2 separate regions of the Mus musculus genome follow, and region 2 is linked to region 1. Evidence: chromatin contacts called from public HiChIP or PLAC-seq data. All regions are on one chromosome and are shown on one strand. The core of a region is the stretch at or near the end of the contact, and the rest is flanking DNA. Distances in the headings are between cores, read along the strand shown. Region 1 holds the start of Slc2a9 (solute carrier family 2 (facilitated glucose transporter), member 9). Region 2 has its middle 25 kb from the start of Gm22249.

Region 1 (6,305 bases), core at 1,137-3,636:
GTCTTCAGTAGAAGGTCTCCTCAATAGGATAGAGGACACTGACAAAGATCATTCCTTCAGGCAAGAAGATTTATTTAATGCCGGAGAGGACATGGCAGGGGTCAAGAAGAAGAGAAGGAACAAGGGCACTATCAGGGCACTGGGGAAGATATGGGAGGCTGCTTTAAAGCAATTGGGAAGGGGAGGGACTGGGGAATCTTTGTACTCTGTGGGGAAATGAGGAATCTAGCAGACAGAGGGTGGTGTCACTGTGGAGAAAAGCCACCTCGGGTGCATTCATTGGGAGATGGGGGTGCCTTAGCCCTTTGATATCTGAGGTCTCTACATTCCTTAGTTCCTGTCATTTTCCTGGAGTTTGAACACCTAAGGAGGTTTTCTTACAATTTTAAACAGGCTGTTTGCCTCTTTGTTGCACCAGAGATTAGCATCAGAATCAACTAAGAGACCTGCAGCAGAGCCAGAATGATAGCAAGTGGCCCCACATCTGGGATTTATCATAACCTGAAGTCTGGAGGCTCTAGGGAGCCTAGCATAGACCTGTCCCTGAACCTGACTGTGGGATGCCTGCTAGTGTCTGTAAAATGGTGGGAACACCAAGTCTGCTTGGCTCAAACCTAACACTTAGCAGCCGAGAAGATCCCCTCCCGCCTTGGCTTACAGCCAAAGTAAGCCCACTGCAACCTCTACGTGGACACCTATGCCCCGATTCAGTTCTCTTGGTCAATCTGTTCCTGGCAAAGAATAGAAGTGGAGAAACTAGCAACTCAAGGGATATCCATGAGTCTTTCCGGGGTTTCAAGAAATTTGAGCCCTATTTCTTCCTCCTATAGTTCTTTTCTGTTATTAACCACGGTAACTATCAACTATCATTGTGTGTGTGTGCTCATGCATGCATGTGTGCATGTGGGGTGTGTGTGTGTGTGTAAGAGAGAGAGACAGAGAGAGAGGCAGAGACAGAGGTCATCATCTCTCGTTCACCCGGGCAGCCCTCTAAGATTTGATTTACGATAGTCCGTCTGAAGAGGGACATCTGACCTTCAGGGATCCTGTCCTCAACAATAAGAAAGATAAGGGTGGGGTAGAAAACAAGTTGGTTCCCCAAGACAGCCACAGGGTGACACAGGGCCTTGGCACCCTCCCTGACAGAGTGCCCAGCTGTTCTTGCACGTGTGTGTTAACCACCTGTATCCTGGTGCTCTTGAACTTGTCCAGGGTGAACCCGGGAAGTTTTAAGTCGGATAGGGGTCACCTGATGCATCTCAGCAAGCTTTTACTAGCTGATGAGAACTGTTGCAGTGGAAAAGAAAACAGCACAGAGGGAAGCTGGGGAGCAGGTGAGGGAGAAAGGAGACCATGACTGTGAAGTCCTTGGTGTGAAGGAATGCGGCTATCCCCAACTTCTCTTCTGCAGATCCCTCCTGCACCTTAGGCCCCAGCCATGTAGGCTTTTTTTTTCCCTGTCACCAGCATCAGCTATCTGGCTATCTGTGCCTGCAGAAGGTGTCCCAGGGTGAGGAATGTCAGGCTGAGCAGTTACCTGGGCTCTGTGAATCCCTGGCATTGAACCGAGGCTGGTCTTTCTCGCCCAGGGTGGTCCCTGCTTACCCTGGACAGCATTGTCTCCTTCCATTACCATGGACAGCATTGTCTCATCTGGGCTGGATGCCTTCACGTGCATGTGACAATCATGTCCCCAGAAGTTTCCTTTCTCACCTTCTTTATCTCCACATGTCCTTTCCAGACACAGCTTCTCAGAGTCTTGTGTGGGGACTTGAACACTGCCCCTCACTCCCTACACATTCCTCATTGACCAAGCCTGCTTCTGTCCCCTCCCACCCTATCAGAACACATAATTTACGTAGCCTGCCTTGACCATGGCTCACTGAAAATACTTCTCTGACTGACATTGAAGCAAACTGACCACAGAGTAAATTAATTCTCAGGCTGTCCTGGGGCATACAAGGTCGTTGTCTCGTTACGCGTTACGCTTTTATTGAGCCAGTTAGGACCTGCAGAGAGGGCCACCGACATCGCTGCACGCTGCTCTGCCCATTTGCTCTTTGAGCAGCAGAACTGACTCTGCAGGACAATTAGAGAAAGATCAATATTTCATTTTGCCCCGACAGAATGGAAGCTCAGAGCACGGCCAAGACTTGCCCGTGGACACAGATAAGAGGAGGAGTCAGTGCTGGAACCCATCCAGCTTCTAAGGAGAAAGCCAACAACCTTTGGCCTTGATTCTTAGGAGGTTTCTCTGGGTTTGTGCCAGCTGCCCCATCCAGAGCTCTGGCCTTGTTAGAGAGAATCATAAATGGAGGGGGGGGGGGAGGGGAGCCAAACAAAACAAAACGAAACCAAAAAAAAACCATGACTTGGGCGTGACTCCGGGGAGCGAAGCTGTCTCAGTTGCTTGGGAGCAGGGGAGCAATGTCGCTCGCTTCCTGTTCAGGCATGATCACAGAGCCACGCTTCCTGCTCTGCCCTCCTTCCTGTGGACTCTGCCTCCTCGCTGCAGAGATGCCCTGGCAAGTCCAGGGTCCTGGAGCCAGGAAGAAAAAAGATGGATTCCAGGGAGCTTGCTTTAGCTTCCCTGATGTGTGACACCGGTGGCCCTGGGGAGCTCTCTGTGGGTCACCAGCAGAGGAGGACAAAGGTAAACACAGACCGGCTTCTGTCCTGTGGGGGGTGCAGGCCTGGGTAGCTGCTACTACCAGACAGAGCTCAGCCCCTGTCTGGCAGCTGTGGAGCATACCACCTGGAGCGGGAACGCTGGAGTTTGGAGTTTGAACTCTCTCTCTCTCTCTCTCTCTCTCTCTCTCTCTCTCTCTCTCTCTCTCTCTCTCTCTCTCTCCTTAGCCTTCACTCTCTACCACCTCTGCCATCCCATCAGGGCACTGAGAATGAGGCTCTGGTGGACAGCTCTCTCATGCTTGCTCAGAGCTGACTGCCTTTTCTTTCCTAGGGCAGGCAAACAGTAATACTCTTGATCATAGACTCCTCCTCTTATCTGTGTCCAGTGGGAAGAAGTGTGTGTGTGTGTGTGTGTGTGTGTGTGTGTGTGTGTGTGAGAGAGAGAGAGAGAGAGAGAGAGAGAGAGAGAGAGACAGAGAGACAGAGAGAGAGAGAGACAGAGAGAGAGAGACAGACAGACAGAGACAGACAGAGAGACAGAGACAGAGAGACAGAGAAGCAAGGAAACCCCTCCCCCCCCCCCCCGCCCCAGAAGAGGGGCTGAGGCAGGAGACAGCTTCTATATGCCATTCTCCCTTGCCGAGCAGGACCCTTCCAGATCTGATGGGAGTAGTCCACCCTTAATTAAGATGAGAGTTGAGAGCCATGGGGAGGTGGCAGGGTCTAGAAAAGAGGCTTAAGATAGCTGGCACTAGGCAGTTCCACCATGCCCCCAGCACGCAGGAACTGCACACTGCCTCGGCAGCAGGCTTGGCACCAGACACAGGAGACAAGCAACCTAGTCCCAGCCCTCAGGATAAGCCCCACCCCCTGGAACCTGACAGGGCACACATGCAGTGCCCGGCCCTCTTCTTCTCCTGCAAACCCCTTATGGTGTGGATTCTATTACCACCCTCATCTTAAAGATGAGGAAGCTGATCAAGGAGTGGCCATGTTACTGGTCAAAGCTTACACACTGTAGAAGCTGCAGTGTTAGGATCCAAAGTTGAATCAGAGATAAACATGAGAGATGGCAGGGAGTGGGGGGGTGGGGGGGGAGGAGCTGGGGGAGGCACATGGGTGGTGGCTTTCAGGAAGCTGTTCAGAGGAAGGGGCTTTGGCAATGGGTCTGAGGTAATGAGAAAACCTCTAGGACTTTGGGTGGGCAGGGTGGGGAGAGCTAAGCTTGTGTGTCTTGGCAGAGGCTGAACCAGAGGGAGGTAAAGAGAAATAAAAGAAGAGCTTTCTTTCTTTCTTTCTTTCTTTCTTTCTTTCTTTCTTTCTTTCTTTCTTTCTTTCTCTTCCTTCCTTTCTCTCTCTCTCTTTCTTTTTTCTTTCTTTCTTTCATTTTTCTTTCTTCCTTTCTTCCTTTCGAACTGGCTGTGTCTAGCAGCCCACTGCGTTTTCAGCAGCGGTACTGTTATTAAAAGCCCATTTGACAGATGGACAAGTTGAACCCCAGAAACTTCCAGTCTCTGCTTAGATGCCCACTACTCTATGGTACTAGAGTCTAACAAGAGGAGACTAAGGGCAGAGCATGGAGTTGCTGTTAGGGGCCACTGCAGTTTCCCAAACTATACATGTGCCTGATCTTGGTCCCTTAACTAGACATTGTCTTAGTACACCCCTGGGGGTGGCAGGATCTAGTACCTACAAAATACATGCCTGTGCACACAAATATGTTAAGTGGTGGCTGCCAGAGCCCCTGGTTCCCTCCACCAGACCACAGGCCTGTGGCAGCTCTCCAGTCCCCAGCAGGTGCCAGCTGGTCAGCCTTCCTTCACTAAGACTCGGTGTTCATGAGCATGGCCAGGTCCTGGCTGTGGTCATCTTGAATGAGGCTGGGACAGGAGTACCTGGATGCAGCTCTCAGATTCTCAGCGTAAGCCCCGCCTGCATCTCTATCTGCAGGTCCTTATTCTTAGGTGTGCTGACCAGCTTGTAGGCTGATGCTTTGTCCTGGAACTGTGCATGTGTGTACATGCACATGCACATGAGTGTGCATCTGTGTGGCTATCAGCCATCTCAGACCCCGGTGAAGAGTCAGCTGTGCTGGTCGGGAGCCTTGTCCTGCAATGGGGACCAGCTCAGCTCCAGGCTGCTCCTCAGGCAGCACCAGGGACAGCTCTGCACACCTTCTCTGTGACACTGGGTGGAACTGGACTGACTAGGGACTCAGGGAAGAATGGTACAGAGAAAGCACCTAGAACTGTGCCTGGTGGTAGCGCTCAAGGAGTGCTAGCCGCTGCTAACAACTTAGCTTTGCCTTTTGCTCCTGCTGGATCAGACAGCGGCCACATCCAGCACAGGCCTGCTGGGTGTGTGTGTGGGGGGGGGGGTGCGGAGACCCTCAGGCTGCCTTGCAGGAAGACAGCTGTATAGTGGGACCTCAGGGCAGGAACTCTGCCTTGCCGCACCCCCCCTCCCCACCCCCAACTGCTTCTTTTCCCTCCTGATTTTCCCTCTGGGATGCCTTCCGGCTAAGGAGGCATCCCACTCTGACACCTTCGTCTTCTCTCCCTTCCCAGAAATGGTCCTTCTCGCTCGTCGTGGCAGCTCTCGTGGGAGCCTTCGGGTCCTCCTTCCTCTACGGGTACAACCTCTCCGTGGTGAACGCGCCCACGCCGGTGAGTGTCCGACCGCCAGAGGGCGCTGCGCCCACGCAGGGTGACCAGCAAAAACAGGGTGGATGGGGGGAGGAGAGAGAGATTGAGAGAGTTGTCGCAGAACTGAGGTATCCTTCAGTACAGACCGGGCTGGGCTTGAGGACTTTAATGCCAGTGCAAGTATTTTAGGAGATTGGAGCGCACGGACTTGTCCTTTTTAATTTAAATTTTACTCACACTCAGAGCCACCTGTTATGACTCACCCCTGGCTCCTGTTTCAGCCTGAGGTCAATTCCAGGCTCTCTGCTGGTAGCAGGAGAAGGTGTGCCCCAGGCCAGGTTTTCTTCTGCCAACTCCTGGCAGGATGGAGGCGGTAACGGGAGGGGCAGAGGCTGATGCTGAGCCCAGGCTTGCAGGTAGAGGATGGGGCAGGGAGGCTACCAAATTAGAAAAACCTGGGAATAGGCTCTGAGCTCCAGGTGGTTTGAGCACTGGGCAGGCATGTTGGGGGCACCCTGAGGCCCACATAAGCCAGGCTGGTGGCTCCGGTACATCATTCTCCTGTGTCAAATACAAGGGAGCCAAGGCTGGTGGGTCTCCAAGAGGATACAGGTGCCACAGGGATGCATGCTCCATCAGTGCCAAGGCAGGTCTGGGTTGTAAAACTTGAGCTAATGCTGACATTTGAGGAGCTGTCCAAGTTATCTCAAAAATCGGCACTGATACTAAAGGCTGCTGGGAACAAACGATCTCAGGTGGTTCTTGCAGGTGTCTGCAGCTACCTGGGCCTTTGACTCTGTCATTTCAAGATGAGGCTCTGACTTACCTGAATTCATCTCTGAAAAAAACCGACTTGTGATATGGACTATTGATTTGTCTGGGAAGTTCATCAGAGCATTCACCCAAGAGAGTGGGGCCTCTGTGAAACACAGATCCATATGAGATTTGAACTCTGAGTAGTGTGATGTCACTGACCCATGAACCACAGGAAAGAGCAGTTTAGTCATTCATTCAACAAATATATACTGA
Region 2 (6,305 bases), core at 1,679-4,178, 41 kb before region 1:
GTTAAAGGAATCAGTCTGCTCCTTAGGAGTATGTTAGAGCAGAACTGCTTTTTTTCTTGGACCTCAGACTTGATGTGTAGCTGAGGCTAGCCCTGACACCCTGCCCCTCCTGCCTCCACCTCCCAAATGCTGGAAGCTTTCAGTACTTGGTTTTTGTAGTGTACACGTGTAAATTGAACGTGACACTGAAAACTGCTGCCAAACTTCTCTTGGAGAAGCTGACAGTGCAGTGACATGTTGGTGGTGGCGGCCAGACAGCTAGGTGTGAAAGTACTTCTCCAAGGATCTCTTGGGGTTAGTCTTGTGTGAAGTGAAGTGACTTTCCTCATCAGGTCACTTGCTCCCAGTATGGACCTGGGATTGGTAGGCTTTGAAATGTAGACCCTTCTTAAGGCCCGGAAGAGGTTGTGACCATGTGATGTGCCACTGAAAACCGAGCAAAACTACACTTGAGTGTAAAGAAACTGGTAAACCCAGCCTTTATCAGAGCACACTTACCAGAAAGATACCCCCTAAAGTTAGAGTGGCGTTGTTTTACATTTTAGAAAATGTCACTAATGTGTGATGCATTCATTGTTTTAGTTGAAGCAAGTGAAAATCTGGTCTCAGTAGAAGAGGATAAGGACTTGATCCACTTTGCAGAGAGCTCTGGGTCTTCATCTTGGACCCTTTCCCCCAAAATAGACCAGTGAGAAGCCAGACATTAATTGTTTTGAGCAATCTGAAACCATAGCCACTGACTTCCTGTTGTAGTGTGAAAAATTTAAAAAACAATCCAACACTACTGCAGGCAAGAGGTGACATGTGGTCCTCAGCACATGTACATGCACAGAGAAAAAGAGGGGAAGGGAGAGGGAGAGAGGGAGAGGGAGAGAGAGAGAGAGAGAGAGAGAGAGAGAGAGAGAGAGAGAGAGAGAGAGAGAGAGAGAGAGAGCGCAAGCTCATTCCCACTTTATAGGAGAACATACTTTCAGAGCCGAAGGGCTGGAACCTGGGAAGAACACCCCAGAAAAAGGTAGCCTCATGCCCAGCCTGTTTACTCCAGAAGGGAGGCAAGGAGAGCAACCAACCTCCCATTCACAGCAAACTGAGTCACTGCTGGGCAAATCCAAGGACATATTAAGGTGCTTTGTTTTGTTTCTGACATGTATGTTAACAGTATATTTGGATTGCAAGGTAGATTTTTTTTTAATCTTTTATCAGTTGCATGCCATCTTCAGTGTGCAAGATGCTCTCAATACTCTGCAGCCTAGATAGAGCGGACCCAGTTGATGCCCAGTGAACACGCAGCTATAAAAAGGACGGAGCTGTGGCAGCTGTGCCACAAGCATACAGAAAGCCACAGGTGCCCACCACACTTGGTCTGATTTGCAGCTCAAGAATGGCTTTTCCCAACAGCCACATGGCTCACACTGAGCATATATTTCAGCATAGAGTAGCTTATTTTTAACTAATAAATACCCTGCCCAATTAGAATTCTACGTACGATTGTATATCTAAAAGTTTTACAGAACAAAGTTTGACAACCACTGAATGGAACCAACTCTAAAAAGCAGTAATTTATTTCAATGGAATAAAAACCAACCTTAAGTTCGCCCAACCATTTAGTTTCAGAAAGATGCAGAAGTTGTACCTGGCCCCACAGAGACTTGATGTGCCAGGGTGGGGAGAAACGGGGGGGGGGGGGGCACCCACTCAGAGAAGAAGGGGAGGGAAGACTGGAGGAAGGGATGTGGGAGGGGGGCAGTGAGTGGGATGTAAAATGAGTGAGTAAAAAATTATATACATATATATATATATATATATATATTTCCTTTAATTCTTACTTTTTTATATATTATTATTCAAAAGGGAAATTTTCCTAAGAAAAACAGGGCTAGAGATACAGCTCAGTGGGACAGTGACTGTCTAGCAGGAGACCCCCATATTCCATCACCAACACCATAAATAAACACATAAACAAGAGTGTAATTACTCCTCTGGGTGAACATTAAAGGTTGTTTCCAATGGTGGTGAGAGGCTACAAACCAGAAACAGGGAGCATGCGTTTGATCCTGATCTTGAGGCATAGTGGCCATGAAGAGCTTAGGCCCAGGCAAGGTAGCACAGGTCTTTAATCTCCAGAGACAAGCAGATTTCTGAGTTCAAGGCCAACATGGGACATAGCAAATTCTAAGTGAAGAAAAACTTAAAGTCCAAGTACATACCTTTAATCCCAACCTTCTGGAGACATAGCCATGCAGATCTCTTGAGTTCAAGGTCAATCTACAGAATAAGTTCCAGGACAGTCAAGCTTAAGCAGTGAGGGATTTGGAAAACAGAAGGCTGGTAGAATGAGGAGGGGGGTGTCCCAGCCCAGCAAGCAGCAGAACTTGACAGCTTCAGTCAAATGGCTCTCGTTTTAGAGTCAAGAATAGAAAGGGCCACCTACTGAAATTCTCCACTGGAAACCTCTTGGGTCAGGTCTGTACAGTTCAAATCAAGCAGCAACAAAGCCTTCCATATTTCTACTAGGATGGATAATTAAGCTCCTACTTAAAGCCTTTCACTGTTTTCCAAACCCAAAGTCTCAAAATCCACATACCTCCAAATAAAAACATGGTCAACCCTATCACAGCAATACCCCAGTCCCTGGTACCAACTTCTTAGTTAGGGTTTTACTGCTGTGAGCAGACACCATGGCCAAGGCAACTCTTACATTTAATTGGGGCTGGCTTACAGGTTCAGAGGTTCAATCCATTATCACCAAGATGGGAGCATAGCAGTGTTCAGGCAGTATGGTGTGTGACGAACTGAGAGTTCTACATCTTCATCTGAAAGCCACTAGAAGACTGGCTCCCACATAGTTAGGAGGAGGGTCTCATTGCTCAACCCCACTGTGACACACTTCCTCCAACAGGACCACACCCACTTCAACAAGGCCATACCTACTAATAGTGCCACTCCTGAGCCAACCCTATTGTGATGGTTTGTATAAAGGTATGGCCCTGTTGTAGTAGGTGTAGCCTTGTTGGATGGAGTAGGTGTGTCATTGTGAGTGTGGGCTTTAAGACCCTCATCCTAGCTGCCTGGAAGCCAGTATTCTGCTAACAGCCTTCAGATGAAGATATAGAACTCTCATCTCTGTCTGTACCATGCCTGCCTGAATGTAGCCATGTTCCTGCCTTGATAATGAACCTGTAAGTCAGCCCCAATTAAATGTTGTCCTTATAAGAGTTGCCTTGGTCATGGTGTCCGTTCACAGCAGTAAAACCCTAGCTAAGACTCATATTCAAAGTGCAACCTTTTTCTAGAAATTTCCTCCACGTTATTCCCCAATTGCCATTGGGGCTTCACTTTCATTGGCCCTTCCTGGATCCTCAGGGGAGGAAGTGGGAGGCAGGAACAGCCTGGGGTGATGGAGGCCTCAGGCAATGGGCAGCACAGTAAGAAACAAACTCCAGATGAGGCAGGCTTCATTGAGCAGCTCATTTAATTGAAAACAAAGGAAAACAAAGGCTATTTAAACATCTGAGGAGTGGGTGGAGACTTTTGAAGTGAGTGTAAGTCTTTGACTGGGGCTAAGGTACTGGGAATGCTTTATTGCATGATGGGGAATTCCAGGTGCTTGCTGGACATGACCATATAAGGAGAAGAGAAGTTTAACCTGGCTTCAACTATGTGACCTCTTAGGTGGGGACTAAGGTTGGGGATGGGGATGGGGGTTGGGGGGTACAGGACTTGCAGGTCCTGGCAGGGGAGGGAGTGGTCCTCACTCCCACTACTCTAGAGATATTTCCAGGGTTAGACAGACTCTACCCCACTGCTGCTCCAGTCTGGTTCCTCCTGGTTCCTTGATACCCTGGCCTCACACTCAATGTGATTTGGAGGGATACTGGCCCAAAGCAAGGGTGTCTGAGCTCCAGATTGTGACTCTCCAGCCACATACACCCCCATTCCAGACAAATCCCCTCCCAGTTCTCAGCTTGCCCTCACTTGTCAATTCCTTTTGTTATTTTTTTTTAAAGATTTATTTATTACATGTAAGTACACTGTACTGTCTTCAGACACCCCAGAAGAGGGCATCAGGTCTCATTACAGATGGTTGTGAGCCACCATATGGTTGCTGGGATTTGAACTCAGGACCTTCGGAAGTGCTCTTAACCACTGAGCCATCTCTCCAGCCCCCCTTTTGATATTATTTAAAAGATTTATTTATATATTATACGTATATGAATGCTCGATTTGTATTTAAGCCCACATGATAGAAGAGGGCATCAGTTCCCATTATAGATAGTTGTGAGCCATATATAATGCTGGGAATTGAACTCAGGACCTCTGGAAAGAGGAGCTCTTAACCACTGAGCCAGCTCTCCAGCCTCCTTGGTAATTTTTTTTTTTAATGTCTAGAAGGCTTTATTTTCTACAAACACCTAGACAGTCTCAGGCACTTAGGAGTCTGACAGCCATATTTCTACATGGTATGATTTGAGGGGACACAAAGTGATCTTTAACATTTATATTCACCTGTTGACTTCTCTTGTTAATTTATTACTATTATTACTTTAAAATCATTTGACTCATATTGACTTAAGGGCAAGGGGTTCTGGGTATTAATACTAAGATTGGCTGCTACTGTTCACTAGAGACCACACTTTATAAGACACCTCGATGTATTTGAATCTCAGGTGAATGACGCCCTTTTTTTTTTTTTTTTTTTTTTTTTAGCACATCTATGTCTCATGTATTGTACACATAGCTTCACTGTTCAGAAAAGACCAGGCGGCTCCCGGCGGCATGGGCATGGAGGTTGTATTTTCAGATTCACTGTTTCTGCCGTCTTTTTACCTGTAATAACCTGGCTTAGATGGGCTGTAGTTTATCACAGCATTCTTCAAGGTGTGGCTGTTACTCCCCAAATAAAAGACGTTTGAAGCTGGGAACAGTCTGCTGGGTAATTAATGCTAAATAACTGGACTCCTGCAGAGCATAATATAGAGACTTGAAACTAGCTCTGACTGGCAGAATCCTCTGGGCAAGCCCTTAATGATTTCACAGTTGAGTGAAGAGCACATGGAGGTAGATGGACAGGCATTAAATGCCTGCAAACATGCATCTGTGGCCTGAAGCAAAGTTTGTCCTGTTGTTGTCTCTGTTCTAGTCCAAGTGGTCTGAACGCATCTCTCAACTAGTTGACATGTTCTTAATAGGAACCCCAGACGTTGCCTCACTTGGGGCTGATTTTTCTGCTCTTGCGATGTAATATCTAAAACCTTTCTTAAAAACTTTAATTTTTTTTTAAAAAAAGTCTAAAATGTTATTTTTGATTGACAACTTGTTTGGATTAAGTAACGCCCAGGGTATTAATAAGGAACACCTCTGAGCATGTCTGTGAGGGCATCTCCAGAAGGACCCACTGTGAGGGTGAAGAACCACCCTTGAATGTAGGTGGCACCGTCCAATTGACTAGATCTCCAAATTAATACAAAGAGAGATAGGAAACAAATGAGTGCTGGAATCCTCACGTCTCTGCTCCCCATTCCCTGAGTGGTTCCTGGACCCCATACACGGTTGTCATGAACTGTTGTGGGTATAGGGGTCTTTGTACTCACAGAGAAGCACTCAGAGTGCCATGAATGTTAATCATGAGGGGGTGTCTCCTCAATGGGGGAAGATAGAAATCAGACACCCGAATCCTATCCAGAAAGCTGAGAGCTGATTTTGCTAATGACCTGGTGAGCCTGTGCTATCCGTGGAAGCAGATCTCACCCAGCTTCCCCAGAACAATTACTTCAGACTCACCGGACATCTGATCTAGGTTGATGGTCAGTCTGCAGAGGCTCTCATCCCTATCTCTTCACAGGTTTCCTTCCTTATGTGACCCCATCAGGGACTCCCTCGGTGAACTCTACCTTACCTTACCCCCTGTGAAAAACAGTATCCTACTTTTTTAAAAACAGAGTTTTTAGATTATTTTCTTTTTATTCCATATGTATAAGTGTCTTGCATGCATATGTGTGTACCACGTGTCTGGTGCTCAGGGAAGTTAGAAGAGAGCATTGGATCTCCTGGAATGGGAGTTATAGTTGGTTATGAACCATCATGTGTGTGCTGAGAACAGAACCCAGGTTCCCTCTGCAAGAGCAGCAAATGCTCCTAATCTCCGGGCCGTCTCTCCAGCCCCCTTTACACTGCGAGCCAGAAGTCAATTCTTCTCTTAAGTTGCTTCCATCGGGTGTTTTGTCCTAGCAAATAAGAGAGTACCTGAACCACTTTCTCTACATAATTCTCATCCATTTCAGGGTTTAAATCTTGGCTTGGGCCTT

What was found. HiChIP or PLAC-seq counts read pairs in DNA pulled down with a chosen protein or histone mark.
Region 2: a contact with region 1 is called in an H3K27ac HiChIP or PLAC-seq map of embryonic stem cells, with 8 read pairs. The contact joins the enhancer-like site here to the promoter of Slc2a9 in region 1. A contact is called at or near these places in 3 of 39 promoter capture datasets (the C10 cell line, hippocampal neurons and macrophages), 3 of 15 datasets of contacts at CTCF or cohesin (the G1E-ER4 cell line, liver and pro-B cells), 33 of 484 Hi-C or Micro-C datasets (the AML12 cell line, B cells, the Ba/F3 cell line and 24 more), 8 of 115 datasets of contacts at active chromatin or transcription factors (the 230-238 cell line, the HPC-7 cell line, bone marrow-derived dendritic cells and 4 more) and 4 of 9 other capture datasets (adipose tissue, liver, macrophages and 1 more).

Annotation. Positions count from the first base shown.
Region 1 is chr5:38,476,387-38,482,691 of GRCm38.p6, reverse strand. It overlaps Slc2a9 (solute carrier family 2 (facilitated glucose transporter), member 9), which reads left to right and starts at 2,386. Exons shown (of 12, transcript NM_001102414.1): 1 at 2,386-2,653; 2 at 5,199-5,297. The coding sequence starts at 2,561.
Region 2 is chr5:38,518,189-38,524,493 of GRCm38.p6, reverse strand. No RefSeq gene overlaps it. Among named protein-coding and RNA genes, the nearest start is that of Gm22249, 25 kb to the left of the region's middle. Within about 2 kb of position 2,928, at least 5 of the 459 cell types and tissues checked have an H3K27ac peak or open chromatin away from gene starts, as enhancers often do. A contact at or near this core is called in embryonic stem cells, where this site is marked.